2 separate regions of the Muntiacus reevesi genome follow, and region 2 is linked to region 1. A link is a contact called in public Hi-C data. All regions are on one chromosome and are shown on one strand. The core of a region is the stretch at or near the end of the contact, and the rest is flanking DNA. Distances in the headings are between cores, read along the strand shown.

Evidence for each region. A called contact is a pair of places that touch in the nucleus more often than the background predicts.
Region 2: a Hi-C map of muscle shows a contact between it and region 1, with 7 times the contacts expected there. The contact joins the promoter of CMTR2 here to the promoter of DHX38 in region 1. A contact is called at or near these places in 2 of 3 Hi-C or Micro-C datasets (blood and muscle).

What each region holds. Positions count from the first base shown.
Region 1 is chr2:251,317,191-251,321,282 of mMunRee1.1, forward strand. It overlaps DHX38 (DEAH-box helicase 38), which reads right to left and starts at 2,274. Exons shown (of 27, transcript XM_065925672.1): 1 at 2,065-2,274; 2 at 1-11. TXNL4B (thioredoxin like 4B) reads left to right here and starts at 2,433. Exons shown (of 4, transcript XM_065925677.1): 1 at 2,433-2,747.
Region 2 is chr2:252,024,853-252,028,944 of mMunRee1.1, forward strand. It overlaps CMTR2 (cap methyltransferase 2), which reads left to right and starts at 2,282. Exons shown (of 2, transcript XM_065925711.1): 1 at 2,282-2,572.

The DNA of each region.
Region 1 (4,092 bases), core at 1,024-3,523:
CCAGGATTTCCCTGCAAGGAAAACAAACCATTTGCTATCAGACATAAGAAGGGAAAACACTTGGCTCCACTACGTCCCAAAATAACTAAATATATGAATATCTGGTGGGGGTGGCTGACCTCCCCCTCAAGACCTGAATTCCTTTAAGTTACCTCTTCGCAAGACTCTTCCATCAACTCATTGACAATCTTAATCTTAAAAGATCTTTCTATTTCCACCCAACACACATCAGAAATAGATAAACACACACACATGCACACACATACACACCCCCCAAGATCCAAGAGGGTATCATTCAGACAAGAAGAGACCTCACTAAGGAGCACTTACTAGAGCAGGACGGCATCTATAGAGGGCATGTAGGGAAAACACTAGATCTGAAGTCAGAAATCTCAATTAGAGCCCTCTCAACATTTTCTACCCATGTGATCGTAAGCAAATAGATATTAATCTTAATCTTTGGTTAGGCATAATTCTATACCTGAAAAATGGAAATACTTTTTGCTCTCTTAAATCCATAAAGTTACTGTGAGTATCAAACAACAAAGTATATGTGAAAGTACTCACTCTGTAACCACAAACAGTTACATAAACATCACTGTTACATTATTTCACTTGCTGGGCTCTTGGGTACTGCTGGGTTCCTCACCATTTTTTACACAAGTTCTTCCTACTCTCTACTCCTTTAGACTACAGATATAGTAGAGTAGAGCTGTTGAGATATAAGGCTACCATCCATATGATCCATTCTTCAATGAGTTTTCTGGGCCAGTTTTGTTCTGTAGAGAAGAATTACCTCACAGCAGTCAAAATCTGTTTAACAACAATTCAAATTCACCAAAAAAAATTGCAAGAGAATCACCAGGCTAAGAAATGATGTTTCTGAAAAGTATTTAGGTGACTGTAAGATTTCCTGGCACTCCACTCATAACAAATTCCTCTTTACCTCCCACTACACACCACCTGCTTATAAACATATCCCATTTTGTGCTTGAATAATTTGCCCCATTCCAACAAGTCAGTGAAGCAAAGAACTATCAAGAGAACCACCAGAACCCTGAATGTTTCACACAGTTCTAATTAACATGCACATTTCTATAGAAAAATATAGCCAAACAGACTGAACACACAATATGGACACAGAAACAAGAGCTGCATTTTAGAAAATGCCATCACACAGAAGAGAAATGGGAAAGCTAATTTTTAGTGACATCTGTACTCATCGGAGGAAATCTACACGGGAAGGTAAGATATACATGCTCTGCTCAGTGGTCTGAACTAGAAAATATACCCCTAGAACCGTCCTTTTACGCAGGAGAACTTTGTCTGTCTTGTTGACTGCTATGCCTGGTGCCTAGCAAAATAAACATTTGAGGAATAAATAATTTTAAACTGATTAAAGGAAACAGGGAGCCAGAAATCTCTAGAGACAGCAAAGAAAGGTGCCAAGCAGCACAGGAAAATGAGTCTGACAAACAGGACAACTAGTGGCTGAGAAAAACAAGAACGTTAAGTGTTGTCTTCTGAAAAAGGATTAGTGGCAAAGAAGTCACAAGAGGTACAAGAAAAATAACGAAGAAAGAAACTGCATACATTCATTCAACAAATGCCTTCAGTGAGCCAATCGCTTGTTCTGGGCATTAGCAATAAGAGACCAAAATAAAAATCCCGATCTTTTTGGAGTTGACATTTTGTTAAAAGATATCGCCTGATAGAGATACCACTGTGACAGAGAAAGAGAAAACGAAAAGAGCCCTTCTGGGCTCGGTGTCCGTCTGGCAGTGGGATAACGAGAAGGTCTAAGGACGTGGGCGGGGTGACTCCCGGCCAGCATCCCTGGACCTCGGGGAGGCCGCGTCAAGTGTGCACGATCTGACCTGATCAAGGAGAAAGGCCGGGGCCGGCAGAACCTGAGCAGCATCCCTACAGTGAGTAAGGCAAGTTGGGTGACAGGAACAAGACTTTACAAGCCCGGGCCCGAACTTGAGCGAGAGGCCGAGATCCGCCTCTTGGAGCCGCCACGATTGGCGAAGAAAAGATCGGAAAGGAAAAAGGGACACTCACCTCACCAAGCCTGACTCTCAGGACCTGCTGTCCGGGATTCCGGGGCGCTGGCGCCGCCGCTCCTCGCTCAGACCGCTTTGAGAGCCAAAATCAACTACATGAAAGCGACCATTATTGTCCCATAATACTTTGCGCGGCTCCTTCTATCCAACCAAAGATAGCATCGAGGGCGGCCCGGAAAAGGCCCGTTCCCGGTGCGACACAGAACGCGACCACGCATGCGAGACTAGACTGTCTTTCTCTGGGGCTCTGATCAGAGACACTTCCGAGTCCCCTGGCGACCAATCATGCTTAGTGTAAGGGGCGAGGCCCCGCCTCTAGGTGGGGCGTGGGAGGGAGAAGTAAAGAGACCTGTCAGGTTTAATAAGGGCGGGAGTGACCCTAGGGCTTCCGGTCAGAGCAGGTTAGGTGGGCGGTGACTAGAATAACCTCTTCTGCTGATTGGGTTATTGAGAGCGGAACGCGAGTTCATTACTGCGCCTGGGCGTTTTCTTTTTCAGGTTCCGTCCGCTCTGGTGGTCGGCTGAGGGTTGCTAGGCAACGGCTCCAGGTTACTTTGAATTGGGGTGGCCGCCGCGGTTGGGGCAGGGAAAAAAAGCCGTCTGAATCGGCTTCTTTGAGAAAGGGTTGGAGTTGTCCACAACCCTGAAGTGGAAGAGAAGGAGGTGACGTGTACAATTAAAGTAAGTATCGTTTTCCCCAGTAGCTGTGGGCCAGAAGTAGCCCAACCACAGGCATCATTAAAAATATATATGTCGGATATTTGGGGGAAATAAAGACGCGCGCCCACAGTGTAAGTAAAAGTTACTCGTCTGTTCACACGCAGAGATAACCTCTGACGGAGTTGAAAGTGAAAGTCACTCAGTCGTGTCCGACTCTTTGCGACCCCATGAACTATACAGTCCATGGAATTCTCCAGGCCAGAATACTGGAGTGGGTAGCCTTTCCCTCCTCCAGGGGATCTTCCCAACCCAGGGATGGAACCCAGGTCTCCTGCACTGCAGGCGGATTCTTTATCAACTGACCCACCAGGGAAGCCCAAGAATACTGGAATGGGTAGCTTATCCCTTCTCCAACGGATCTTCCCAACCCAGGAATCCATCTGGGGTCTCCTGCATTGCAGAGGTAGTCTTTACCAACTGACCTATATCAGGGAACCCCTGGCATTTTCATTTTTATTTATTGTTCTATGTGAATATTTTTATATACATTAGAGTTAGGCTTTGTACAAAAGTGGGAACACACTTTATATACTACTGTTTTATAAAAATTTTTTTCTTTATCGTAAGGATTTTTCAATTACTCATCTCTAACCCAGTATATAATGATACTGTGCTAGTACATCACTGGGCTATACTGTCATTTATTCCTTCTGTCCACTACTGATTACTGTTTACGTTGTTTCCAGTTTTTCACCCTTATAAATGGTAAACAAATCTTTGTGCACATGTCTATTTATTTACTAGGAATTCTCAGAAGTGGAATTGTTGGTTAAAGAGTATTTCAGATTTCTTTTCTAGTAAAGTTTTGTTTCTCTACATTCCATCAGGTATTGAATGCTTGCCAGTTCACTCACTCTCTTGCTGTTATCTTTTAATCTTTGCCAAATGAATGACTTTTAAAGATATATCTTTTAATTTGCTTTCCTTTGCTTACAGGTAAAGCTTAACTTTCCAAATATATCTGTCCATTTTTACCTCTTCTTTTGTCAATTCTCTATTGGTATCCTTTGCTGTGGACATTTTCTTAGGCCTGGTCTTTCTCCATGCCTAAAGAGAAATTTCCCTCTCCTCTTTCCAACATTTATCTAGTCCCACTCTCTCACATGCTTACCTCCCCACTCCCTGTTGACCGGTTCCTCCTCTCTTAACAATACAAAAGTTGCTGGTTGTTTGAATTCTAGTGGTGGGACAAACCCATCTTCTCTTTGACTTTCGCTTTAAAGCATCAGTAATTTGTTCTGCCACTTCTATTTGACGAAAGTCCCTTTTGGCAGTCTTCTTTCCTATTTAAAGTATGACCTATTAC
Region 2 (4,092 bases), core at 1,032-3,531, 710 kb after region 1:
GTCTTTTCCATATAAAATAGATATTCAAATGTCCTACAATCCTTTTTTAAAAGATAATTTATTTATTTATTTGTTTTTGACTGCATGGGGTCTTTGTTACTGCGTGAGGGCTTTCTCTAGTTGTGGTGAGCAGGGGCTTCTCATTGCAGTGGTTTCTCTTTTTGCAAAGCACAGGCTCTGGGTGTGTGGGCTTCAGTAGTTGTGGCACACAGTCTTAGTTGCCCTGTCACATGTGGGACCTTCCCTGACCAAGGATCAAACCCATGCCTCCTACATTGGCAGGTGAATTATTAACCACTGAACCACCAGGGAAGCCCCACTATTTATTTATTTTTTTTGAAAAGACTTTTCTCCACTGATGCGTATACTGGAAGAGTTGTAAAATTTGTATGTGTGTCACACACACACACATATATGTATATATATGACATAAATGGGTCAAACTCCACATCTAGTTCTATATTCTCCTATTTTCATATGACACTTTTGGCATATATAATCTATTAATGGCTGCATAGTAGTGTTAGTCACTGAATTGTGATCAACTCTTTGTGACCCATGGACTGTAGCCTGCCAGGGTCCTCTGTCCATGGAATTCTCCAGGCAAGAATACTGGAGTGGGTTGCCATTCCCTTCTCTAAGCGATCTTCCCAACCCAGAGATTGAACCCAGTCTCCTGCATTGCAGACAGATTTTTTATCACCTGAGCCAGCAGGGAAGCCCATATATGTGTTAGTATACAATATTTATTTTTCTCTTTCTGACTTACTTCACTTTGTATAATAGGCTCCAGTATTGTTATTAATGTTATTAAGATGCTATGATAAACATTTTTTCCCAAAGTGAGTGCCAGTTGTTTTCTAAAGCTAAATTGCTAGGAGTGGGAATTGCTGGGCTAAGGTGCAAGGTTATTTTAAAGTTTGCCTTCTGTAAAAGTGAAAGTGGCTCAGTCATGTCCAACTCTTTGCTACACCATGGACTGTACAGTCTATGGAATTCTCCAGGCCAGAATACTGGAGTGGGTAGCCTTTCCCTTCTCCAGGGGATCTTCCCAACCCAGGGATTGAACCCAGGTCACCCATATTGCAGGCAAATTCTTTACCAACTGAGCTATCAGGAAGCCCAAATAGCTTTGCACTATACCCTTACCGGTTGTTTTGCTTTTTCGAATGGCTTGTTCAATCGTCTCCCATTTTCCTTTGAGGTTGTCTTGTGAAAATGAAAACTGAAAGTGAAGTCGCTCAGTCATGTCCGACTTTTTGCGACCCCATGGACTGTAGCCTACTAGGCTTCTCTGTCCATGGGATTTTTCTAGGCAAGGGTACTGGAGTGGGTTGCCATTTCCTTCTCCGGGGAGCTTGTCTTCAGTTCAGTTCAGTCGCTCAGTCGTGTCTCACTGTTTTCGACCGCATGAATCGCAGCACACCAGGCCTCCCTGTCCATCACCAACTCCCGGAGTTTACTCAAACTCATGTCCATCGAGTCAGTGATGCCATCCAACCATCTCATCCTCTGTTGTCCCCTTCTCCTCCTGCCCCCAATCCCTCCCAGCATCAGAGTCTTTTCCAATAAGTCATCTCTTCGCATGAGGTGGCCAAAGTATTGGAGTTTCAGCTTCAGCATCAGCCCTTCCAATGAACACCCAGAACTGATCTCCTTTAGGATGGACTGGTTGGATCTCCTTGCAGTCCAAGGGACTCTCAAGAGTCTTCTCCAACACCACAGTTCAAAAGCATCAATTTTTCGGCACTCAGCTTTCTTCACAGTCCAACTCTCACATCCATACATGACCACTGGAAAAACCTTAGCCTTGACTAGACGGACCTTTGTCGGCAATGTAATGTCTGCTTTTTAATATGGTATCTAGAAGGGAGGTTGTTTTACTCGTTTATAAATATATGTATGTCATGATAACAGTATTTTTGTAGTTTCCTTAGTTTGGCTTTTTAACCTCATTTTCTTCTAACCTCATTCTTTCTGCTAAGAGCTAAACTACCCCAAGGCGAGAGAACCCCGGGCGTCCAGGGCCCAGGTGGGCGGGGCCAGCGTGTCCGGGACAGGTTGTCCTCGCCCCATTCCACGCCTCCACCCTCGGGGGGCGGGGCCAAAGGACGCTCGGTTTGAGCGCGCAGTTGCCATAGCGGCCGTTGGGCGGGAGGCTGGCGCTTCCCAGATTCAGCACCCAGCGGAGAAACGAAACCGAGAGAGCAGAGGTCTCTTACGAGCTTCGCCGACGTGCGTAACGTTGACGTAAGACGCCAGCTCAGCCTTGAGGCGCACGCGCAGTGCGTGTGTTAGGGTTTTTGGGCCTCCGTTCGCCGGAGTCTCGCGCCGGAGTCTCGGGCTGTAGTTGTGCTTCCGCTCTGCGTGTTCTTAGGGCCGCTCCTGCCTCCTTCTCGATCTTCCGGCGCGCCACCTCCCATCCCTGTGCCAGGGCTCAGAAGACCTGCAGTAGCGATGCTCTTGGGAATCATCCCCAGGAGTGGAAGTGGAGAATGCCCTCCTTGAGTGAGGAGAGCGAGTGAAGCGCAGCCTCTCTAGACTCTGGGGGCTGAGGTGGGCGTGAGCGAAGGTAATTCAGGCCCACTTTCCGAACCCGGGTCTTCGACTTTCCAGTGGATTAGGCAGAGGCTTGGGCTGAGTTTCCTCCGGGTCAGGGACTGGGTCGCTCGAATGAAACTTGAGACTTAATTTCTACCTAGAGGAAATGAGATTTGGGGTGCCCCTGGCGCAAAGTAAGGCGCTGGATACACAGTAGGCATTATTTTCGCTGTTGCTGTGAGGAGGTGGAGCTGTTGGCACCTCTTCTAAAATTTCTTTGCAAGTGTTAACTGGGGGAGTAACAGCTATTAATGAGACTTTGTGTTAGGCCGGTGATTTTGCGGGTATTCCCTTCGTGGCATTGGGCTGGGGGTACATGACTTCCTACTCAATTCTGCAAAACAACAATGGTAATACTAACCCTCGTAGCAGAATGATGATGCCACAAAGCTCTATGGAGTGCTTCATAAGAGGGACAGAGGAACCTTTTCCAGAGGATCATACTGAAAACTTTTCCCTTGTATCTCGTAAACCATATGCATTTTTGTTTTTGTTTTGTGTGAGGTGCTAGAGTGATGTTGAAGTTCTTTGCTAAGACTTATATATTCAGAACCTGATCAGAGGCACGTCTTTTGGGCTAGTCTGAAATACCTTTAGTTATTCCATGAATACTTACTGAATGCTTTCTGTGTACTGTTCTAACTTCTTAATAAGTGAGTAAAGAAAACAAAGATCCCTGCCCATTGCAGCTTAGGTTGTAGTTTTGGGAAGACATAAAAAATAGTAAACATAAATAAGTAAATTCTCTGATGGCTCAGATGGTAAAGCGTCTGCCTACAATGCCAGAGACCTGGGTTCATCTCCTGGGTCAGGAAGATCCGCTGGAGAAGGAACTGGCAACCCACTCCAGTACTCTTGCCTGGAAAATTTCCATGGTAGGCTCCACAGTCGATGGGGGCCTCAAAGAGTCAGACACGACTGAGTGACCTCACGTTCACTTTTTCACTTTCACATGTTAGAAGGAAAGAGTGTCATAGGAAAAGACAGCAAAGTTCTTACCTTTACCATTGTTAATGGAAGATGCAGTTTTAAATTAGAATGTCAAAGGCTTCACAGAAAAAATGACACTTTTGTAAATTCTTTTTTTTTTTAATTTATTTTTTTATTTTTCAGTGGATTTTGTCATACATTGATATGAATCAGCCATAGAGCTACACGAATTCCCCATTTTGTAAATTCTTGAAGGAGATAAGGGAAGGGAAGAGCATTCCAGGTGGAGGGACTGACTGTCCAAAGACTCCCCTTGCTGTGTGTCTGGGCTTTTAAGTGAACAGCAAGAGAGCCTGTGGGGCTGGAACACAATGAAAAAAAGGGGTAGTAGGAGAAAATTAGGTTAGCCATGGGGTGGGGCTGGAGAACAGACATCTTCTAGGGCCTTGTAGACTATTGTAAAGACTTTGGCACTTACTGTGAGTGAAACGGGGAGCCGTGACAGCAGAGCAGCCCTACAATCTAAGGTTTTTCAGAGTTACTCTGGTGAGTGTGTTTCAG